Regions from separate parts of the Oryctolagus cuniculus genome. Here region 1 is linked to region 2. A link is a contact called in public Micro-C data. All regions are on one chromosome and are shown on one strand. Each heading gives the region's core, a stretch centred on a gene start, on an enhancer-like site or on the middle of the called end of the contact. The rest is flanking DNA. Distances are from core to core; before and after follow the strand shown.

The links. Hi-C and Micro-C count contacts between places; a contact is called where the count stands out from the background.
Region 1: a contact with region 2 is called in a Micro-C map of ear pinna, with 9 times the contacts expected there. The contact joins the promoter of CCNH here to the promoter of COX7C in region 2. A contact is called at or near these places in 2 of 6 Hi-C or Micro-C datasets (ear pinna and an unstated tissue).

What each region holds. Positions count from the first base shown.
Region 1 is chr14:10,327,305-10,331,346 of mOryCun1.1, forward strand. CCNH (cyclin H) reads right to left here and starts at 2,283. Exons shown (of 9, transcript XM_002713905.5): 1 at 2,076-2,283; 2 at 756-878. The coding sequence starts at 2,192.
Region 2 is chr14:9,552,109-9,556,128 of mOryCun1.1, forward strand. It overlaps COX7C (cytochrome c oxidase subunit 7C), which reads left to right and starts at 1,460. Exons shown (of 3, transcript XM_017344576.3): 1 at 1,460-1,722; 2 at 2,532-2,675; 3 at 4,010-4,020. The coding sequence starts at 1,648. The coding sequence ends at 2,648. It overlaps LOC127492882 (small nucleolar RNA Z39), which reads left to right and starts at 3,861; the gene lies at 3,861-3,923.

The DNA of each region.
Region 1 (4,042 bases), core at 1,033-3,532, 780 kb after region 2:
GGGTGAACCAGTGGATGGAAGATCTTCTGCCTTCTGAATAAATAAATAAATCTTAAAAAAATCTTGTCAGGGCCGTTGTTGTGGCTTAGCAGGTAAAAGCTGCTACCAGCAATGCTGGAATCTTATTCTGACCCGGCTCCTGGCTGATGACTTGCGAAAAGCAGTGGAGGATGATCCAAGTGGGTCCCGATTACCCATGTGCAAGACTTGTATGAAGCTTCTGGCTTTGGCCTGGTCCAACCTAGGCCACTGGGGCCATCTGGGGAGTGAAGCAGCGGATGGACATCTCTGCCTGTCTCTCCAAGTCTGCCTTTCCAACAAATAAATCTTAAAAACCAATCTGTGGCATGAATTTCAGCTGCAGCATATGATTACAACTGATAAATGAACACAGTATTTCAAACAGGTACCTTTGAAAAAGCACTGGTCTGCGTTCTGGTTCCAGTTCTACTGTTCACTAGTGAACAACTGGAAAGCAATTTGATTTTTTATTCTTCTATTGAATGAGCTGTCACTGCCTGTCTACTAGACCTCTAGGCTCTTTTGACTATGAAATGTGACTAAGAAATACTTTGCAAGACACAATACAGTAATTCATAATTTTTGGCCTTTATTGAAAAATATACAGCAAAAACTGAACAATTAAAACCAAGGTAAATTTTTGAGCAGTCAACAGAAAATTTATTAGATTTCAAAGAGGTCAGATTTCATAAGTCACTAAAAGGACATTAAACTCCAAAGCCACCATAACTTACCACAACAGACCTTGGCATTGTTGGCTTAAACACGGAACAGAATTCCAGTAATCTTTTCTCATAGTATTTGCAGAGTGTCATTTCTTCGTGAGGCTCAAGAAACACTGGATCATTTGGAAGAACCTTTTGATCAAAAATCAGAGCACAGGTTCAGTGAATTAAATACCGTCAAAGCCTTCTCTTACTACATTTAGCTTTCCTCTCGAACAAACACAAATACACCACGCCTCATTTTCTCTTTAGACTCGCTCATCATAAACAAAACAGCTTCAGGAAAACATGTCAGAGTGTATGTGGTCATTTCAATGCCTCAGACTGTCAGCTGAACTTCATGAAGCCAAGTCCGTGCATACGTATGCTAACAGATCTGATGCCATCGATTATAAATCGAAAAGCACACGGTCTTCCAGTGGTTGGCAAACTTCCAGCATCTCTCTGTCCGTCAACCATCATGTCACACAGCTGCGACAGGAAACAGTAAGCACCTTCACTACTTCTGCTGTTGTAAGCTACCCAGTCCTGGGCACTTTATTTTAAAAGTAGCGCTCGATCGTTAGCACAGGTGCAACACAGTGATAGCAAACACACGTGAGTTAGAGCAGCTCAGTACCAACAGGTCTGGCGCATGGGACCCTTGCTGGAGTGAGGCGTGTGCTGGGTGGGTGGGGGGTGGGGTAGGGGTGGAGCTGACGGATTAAAGCCGGCGGGGACCCCTAACGGAAGGGATGTGGCTATGGGGCCGTGGGCAGTCTTCAACTGGCTGGGCTCAGGGTCTCCTCTCTGCCTCGCCTGACGCGCTCCCCTCCAGGCTGCCTGAGATCGCCTTCCAGAACCAAGATCCCAGAAAGTTAATTTCCCGCTGGAATTTCTGCAAGGTTTCCCGCCTTTTCAGTACAGATTCCAAGTCCCTCGCCTGCCCTCCCCAGCCCCTGCGACCACCCCTCCCCCCCTCCGCAGCAGCAGCCACACACCTCGCACCGCCCGGCAACTTCTCGCCGCCCACTTTTCACCCGCGCGATCTCCCGCACCCTGCACCCGGGGGAAAAGCCTTCCCCGCCATCCCCTCGGGGCGAGTGGAAGGCGCCCGCCCGCGCGCTCTCAGCGTGCTACGAGCACTAGTTACTCGTCTGCCTCCCGACGCGGGGACTGCGCTGGCTCGACTCGGACCCCGGCAAGGCGCCCGCCCACTTGTCCAACACCCGCACGCACACCCGCGCCGCCGAGGCAGAGGCCGCGGGGGGCGCCCGGGGAGCTCCCGCCGCCGACCAGGCTGAGAGCCGCGCACCGCACCGGCCCCTCGCCCCTCGAGGGGAATCTCACCTTCCCGTTCGCCACCGCTTTGCATTTGAATTTGCGGTTGGCGTCGGCCCGCAGTCGGCCCAGCTGCTCCTCACTGGCGAAAGTCCAGTGCCTTTTCTGGCTGCTGTTGTGGTACATGGCGAAGTCCGAGCCCGAGCGCGGCGGGATCGCGGAAGCCGAGAGTGCGCCAGGCCGGCGGCGCGCGCGCTGACGTCACGATCACGTGCCGAGCCCTGCGCGGAGCAACCTGGGAGGGCGGGATGCGGCGCGGCTCCTGCGACGCACGTGGGCGGGGCCGCGGGCTTTCCCGCCCCCTCGGGTCAGGGAGCTGGGGACTGCGCGTTGGCCCTTGTAGCCGGTGCTTAAGGAAGCCTGGTCCGAGGGCACCCGAAGGGGACGAGGCGTGAGGGGAGGAGTAGGCTGAGGGAGATTCCCGAGGGAGGGTGACCGTGTTGAAGGGGAAGGTGTTTGAGGAGAGGCGGGGCACCGCCGAGGGAGCCGCGAAGTCGGCAGCCATCTTGCGTCCTTGAGGCCTGCAGCGGAGGCGTTCGTGGGTGTTTGGCGGGAGAGCCGAGGACACCAGTGTCCTGGGAGCCCTGTCACCATCCGAGAGCAGAACAGGGCTGGCCGACCGGAGCAGTGCACGTGGGACGCTGCCGTCTTGCCACTAGTGGGGCCTCGTCTGTCCGCCTCCCCTGCCTTCCTGTGGGTAACGCTTGCGCCCGCTTCCAGTTCCTCTCGGGAGCCGGGAGTCCTGGTGGTTGCGGGGTTCTCCTGAGATTCTCATCTTCGTAAAGGACTCTGGGGAGTCTTAACGATAACTACCGTCACAGAGGTTTACAGCTTCCAAAATTGCACTTGAGGTACAAAATCCGTATTAGTTAAGTCTTTGCCAGTTCTGTTTGTCGCATTTAAGGAAACCTAGTTCTGTGTATCAAAGCCCCCAGGAAAATTTCATCCAAAAATCAGATGATGATGACGAGACACGGAGTTTAGGTCTTGAAACGTCCACAGGGGTGAAAGCAGGTGGAAGATGACTTTACTCTGCTTTCTATGAAAATGTCTTACAAATTTAAGAAAGGGGGAGCCCCCCCCCTTTTTGGTGCAGTTGTGGTTTGCTACGGTTTTAGAATTCCTTAAATTTTATCATTTGTGGTTGATCATTTTGGAGATCCGTGCCATCGAACATGTGTCCGTAGTCTAGACCAGTGCATTGCTAAAAAGTAGGGAAGAGGGAAGAAGACGTGATGATGCTGAAGAGGACATGGCGGTCTGAGTCCAATGCACTATGGACAACTAAGAGCTGGTGGAGATGGAGAAAGAAGAACTTACAAGGAAGAAAGAAAAAGGTACAAAAGGCAGGCAGGGAGAGAAGTAATCCAGATAAGTAGAGTATGTGTGTGCAATCTTGGGTTTGTGGCAGTTCTGTGCATCATTTCAGTGGCTTTTGTTCTTCTGTGAGCTATTTGACAACTCCTTCGTTTTAAATAGAAGCAGCTACAAACGGGCATTTGGCAGAGTTGGCAGACTATGATTTCCACAGGGATCTAAGTCAAATTGTTGAGTGTCATGGTTCATTTAGGAAGATAAATATGAAAAACCTGGTGTTCCTGGTCTATTTTTTAAACCTTAAACAAATCGTAGTCTAAGAAAATTAACTGTCTTTTTCAGGTATAGTAGGAATTGGGCTGTATCCAAGCATCTGTGGAATAAAGTTGGTGATAGGCTAATGTTAAGGCTTGTGTACAATTCTTAATAAAGTGAGCAGGCTGGATGCGGCATTAGTCACTTAGCCTGAGTGATATTTTTTTACTATTCACTCCATTGAGCACCAGTTTATTTCTTTTCTACTTCTCTAATTGAAGGCAGAGTGGGGACTTAGAACTTGGTGCCTTTACCTATTTGCATTCTGAGTTCCAACTAAAAAGTAGTATTACTCTGAATTATTGCAGCAGGGCTGGAGCTTGAAATACGATCCAGGTCTCCCA
Region 2 (4,020 bases), core at 210-2,709:
TAAAGCTTTCCAAATACAGTTAAAGCATTCTTTTAATATGCAAAGACATTAAATGGAATTGTTAAAAAATAAAATGCATATATTCTGTATATATTAGGGCAAAGACACCATCTTTAGTACAGGATATACCTCACCATTCACTTAGAAGCTAATCAGAACACTAATCTTTAAAGGTTTTCTGAAGAAGAGGGCATGATTTTTCTCTTTCAAAAACTAGAAAAAGATTTTAAAAGCATACATTGTGTAACCAGTTCTCAAAACAAATCCTAACTTTCATTATTTAATTTTTTTGTTTTATTTCACTTGTTCTTTTAAAAAATATTTATTTATTTATTTAGAAACAGCTCCTTTTTGCTGGGTCACTTTCTCAAATGCCTGCAACAGCCAGGCCTGGGTCAGGTGGAAGCCAGGAGCCAAGTAGGCAAGGACACAAGTCCTTGAGCCATAGTCTGCTGCTTCCCAGGGAGTACATTATTCGGAAGCTGGGATCAAAAGCAGATTCCGGATTCCAGGCACTCAGATGCAGCCCTCAGTCTTAACCTCTGCACTAAATACGCTTAAATCTCACTTGTTCATTACTCCGTATAAATGAGCAAGTATGTACTGAGGCACTACACTCGCTCCCAGATGAATAACACTGTTTAGGTTAGCTGGACCCCTCACAGTCTAATCAAACACCACTTTCCCAGGCTTATTTATCACTGGTTTCCTCGCAGTCCCCTGGAGTGAACAGCCACAAGGAACAGACATATAATTACATAAGTTGGGTTCATTGTGTGTTGTACCAAGGAAGGCCACAGACCACCAGGAACGAGGGGCCCCCGCGGCCCTCGGTCAATGTTGGGAAGGCCCGGGCTTGTTTTCCCATGACTTCTGACCATCTTATTAAATCTCGCGGGGAGGCAGAAAGGCCTGCCCAGGGGCTGTAACTGGTCAGAAGCGTAAGTGCCGCATCACACATGCTGTTTATCTCTGTGGCTTGTGCAGTGTCTGCGCTCAGGACCCTGCAGGCATCAGCTCTCCTGGTCTACGGCGGCGGGGCTGGCGCTCTGTGACTGCCCCGGAGGCCCGGCCCCGGCCATCCGAGGCCGACTCTGAGCGGGAACGCGTCCCGGCCTCTGCCACATTCACTCCCCTGTGTCTGCGGGAGCGCTCCGGCTCGGGTTTTCTCCCAGGTCCCTGGCGTTTGCACTGCTCCTCCTCTCCCAGCTGGGACAGAACAGAGCAAAATCACAAACGGTGTTGGCTGGGAGGATGGGTTTATTTTCCTGTTCCATAAACTGCTGCCCTTGACTCAATGAAATCGTTTCGGGAAACAGACCCCAACAATCCTAAACCTGAGGTCAAGGAAAGAACCGAGTTCTTAAGGAACCACCGCCGCAAGACCCAGGGGTCCGTTCTTCCGGGTGAACGGCGCGAGACTTCATTTCCCACAATCCTGCCTCTGTGCTCTGAACTACAACTCCCACAATCCTCGGAGCCCGCCACTTGGTCGCGTTTCCGGATGTCTCTGCGACGTTCGCTTCCCATGCTCCTTTTCGGCCCTTACACAGGGGAACAAGGTCGTGCAAGGAGCGAGGTTTCGTGTGGTTCCGCCATTTCTCCTTCTGCGGTCTCTGTGCCTCGCGCAGAGCTTCCAGCCGCGCCATGTTGGGACAGAGCATCCGGAGGTTCACAACCTCCGTGGTCCGTAGGAGCCACTATGAGGAGGGCCCAGGGAAGGTTAGTGTGAAAGGGTCCCAGGTGGGCTAGGGGAGGGGGCTCTTGGGCACGAGCTGCGTGGAGAGAGAGGGCAGGCCGGAAACTCAGAGAAGTAGGCTAGCGTTCCGCTTCTCCCAGGTCGACCCCCAGCGACCGCGGCAGTAGCCCCGGGAGGACGTGGGCAGGTGCAGCCGGCAGCCCTACCTGGCCCCGTGGGCCGCTGCCCCGGCCGAGGTCGGCTTGGCCCGGGAGGCCGCCCGCGGCCGCCCGTGTTTGGGACTCGGGCCGAGCTGGAGGTCATCGGACTCTGAGTGAAGGTCATTGGGAACGGATGAGGAGGAGAGGGCCTGTGCTTGCGGATCCAGCCTTCTCCAACCAGTTGTCTTGAGTTAGGAGATCTGGCTGCCCTCAGGTGCAGCTGGGGTAACCTCAGGTCCAGGTCATTGAAATGGCGGCGTCCGCAGCAACACCCTTGGGGAATCCGCGAGGCCTGCTTGGGAAGTGCAGGATTTAGGGCGCGTGGCTGCTTGGTTATGCCAAAGTCAGAAGGTAATGCTGTCTACAGGGCCGTCTGTCTCCTGGGTGGAGAGTTGCCATCTTACATCTGAGTTCTTAACACGACTACCTGGTGCTGGCTGGAGTCAGATACTTCTTAGCTGGTAGTGAGGGTCAAAGGATTAGGAGGGTAATGTCTAAGAGGATGAGGGACGTGACCTATGTGACCTGAACGTGTGACGGACATCTCCAGCGTTCCCTGCGGACATGACTTTGGATCTGCAAAATGAAACTCTGACTTTCTCGTTTCGTTTCCTGTTCTTTTATTCCAACAGAATTTGCCATTTTCAGTGGAAAACAAGTGGAGGTTGCTAGCTATGATGACCTTGTATCTTGGATCTGGATTTGCTGCCCCGTTCTTCATAGTACGGCACCAGCTGCTTAAGAAATAAGGATGTTTTAGGTCATCCGTTTAACAGGTAATCCGTGGTTTTTCTGATCTCCCTAGAGCTTTTTTTCTAAGTCCACTAAAGCACTGAAATGCTTTCAGTTTTATACTGTACCACACCACACCGATTCCTGGAGTTACGAATTGATAAACCTATAACCAAATATTTCCTTGACCAAAGCGGCTAGTCTTTATTGAGTACCACTGATTGTCAGGCCCATTATACTTTGCTAATCCATAAAGATGTTAAGTTGCCCAACTTCTGATAACTAGTGTTGGTGGACAGGATTCTTGCCCAAGCAGTCTTGTTCTAGAGTGGCTTGTAAACAGGTAAACTGATTAATATTGTTCTGTCTTGAGAAGTTTTACTAAAAGTAACAGTGGCTTAGAACACTTCTGTTGAGACTGTAAAGTGTTCAGTTCTGCTGTTCTCGTCCAGTGTTTTTTTTTTTGTTTTTTTTGTTTTTAAGATTTTATTTATTTGAAAGAGTAACACAGAGAGTTGGAGAGAGAGATCTTCTATCTGCTGGTTCACTCCCCAATTGGCCACAGCAGCCGGAGCTGTGCCAGTCTGAAACCAGGAACCAGAAGCTTCCTCATGGGTCTTCCCATGTGGGTGCAGGCCATCCTCTACTGCTTCCCCAGGGCATAGCAGAGAGCTGGATCAGAAGTATCGCCCATATAGGATGCCAGCCCTGCTACGCCACAGCACCCTCCCAAATCGTTTTTAAAATCTTGTGTTGGTAATCCTAACTTAAGTTGTGAAAACTCCCAAGAGATTTTTAAGAAAAAAAGTTTCTAGTGCTGGTGGAGTTAGTCTCCTATGATGCTAGAGTTATTAATAGTCTGTGCCTGATCAGCTCAGCCAATTTGGGAAAAGTTAAAGCTTCTGAAGATGGTTTTCTCATGAAGGCGTTGGTTTTGAAGGATAATGGTTTCACAGCACCATAGGCCATTGTCCCAACTGAGAGAATAGCAATAGGGTACAGGTTGAGAAAGCCTGGAGTGTGTGCCCAAAGGAGTCTTGCATATTGCGAAGAACTGATCTGTGTGTGAAAGAGAGCTTCTTAGATGATTTGTGATGAGTTTCTCAGCAATGCTGTGAGAAGCTTAGTGGGATAATTGGAATTAGTCCCAAAATATACTTCAGAAAGTTAAATTCTTTTTTTCTTAGTTTAAGAAGGGAGTGATTTATCCATCATATGGAAAGGTTTTGGTGCATATGATGAAGCAAATCAGTATGATTACAATCATGATACTGTAAACGCTTTCTGATGTACCAGTTAAACTGACAGTTTATTGATAAAAGTAGATGGTTTTAAACAGGATATTTTACTGATGATAATTTTTGCTTTTATTTTGCAGATAACAGCATT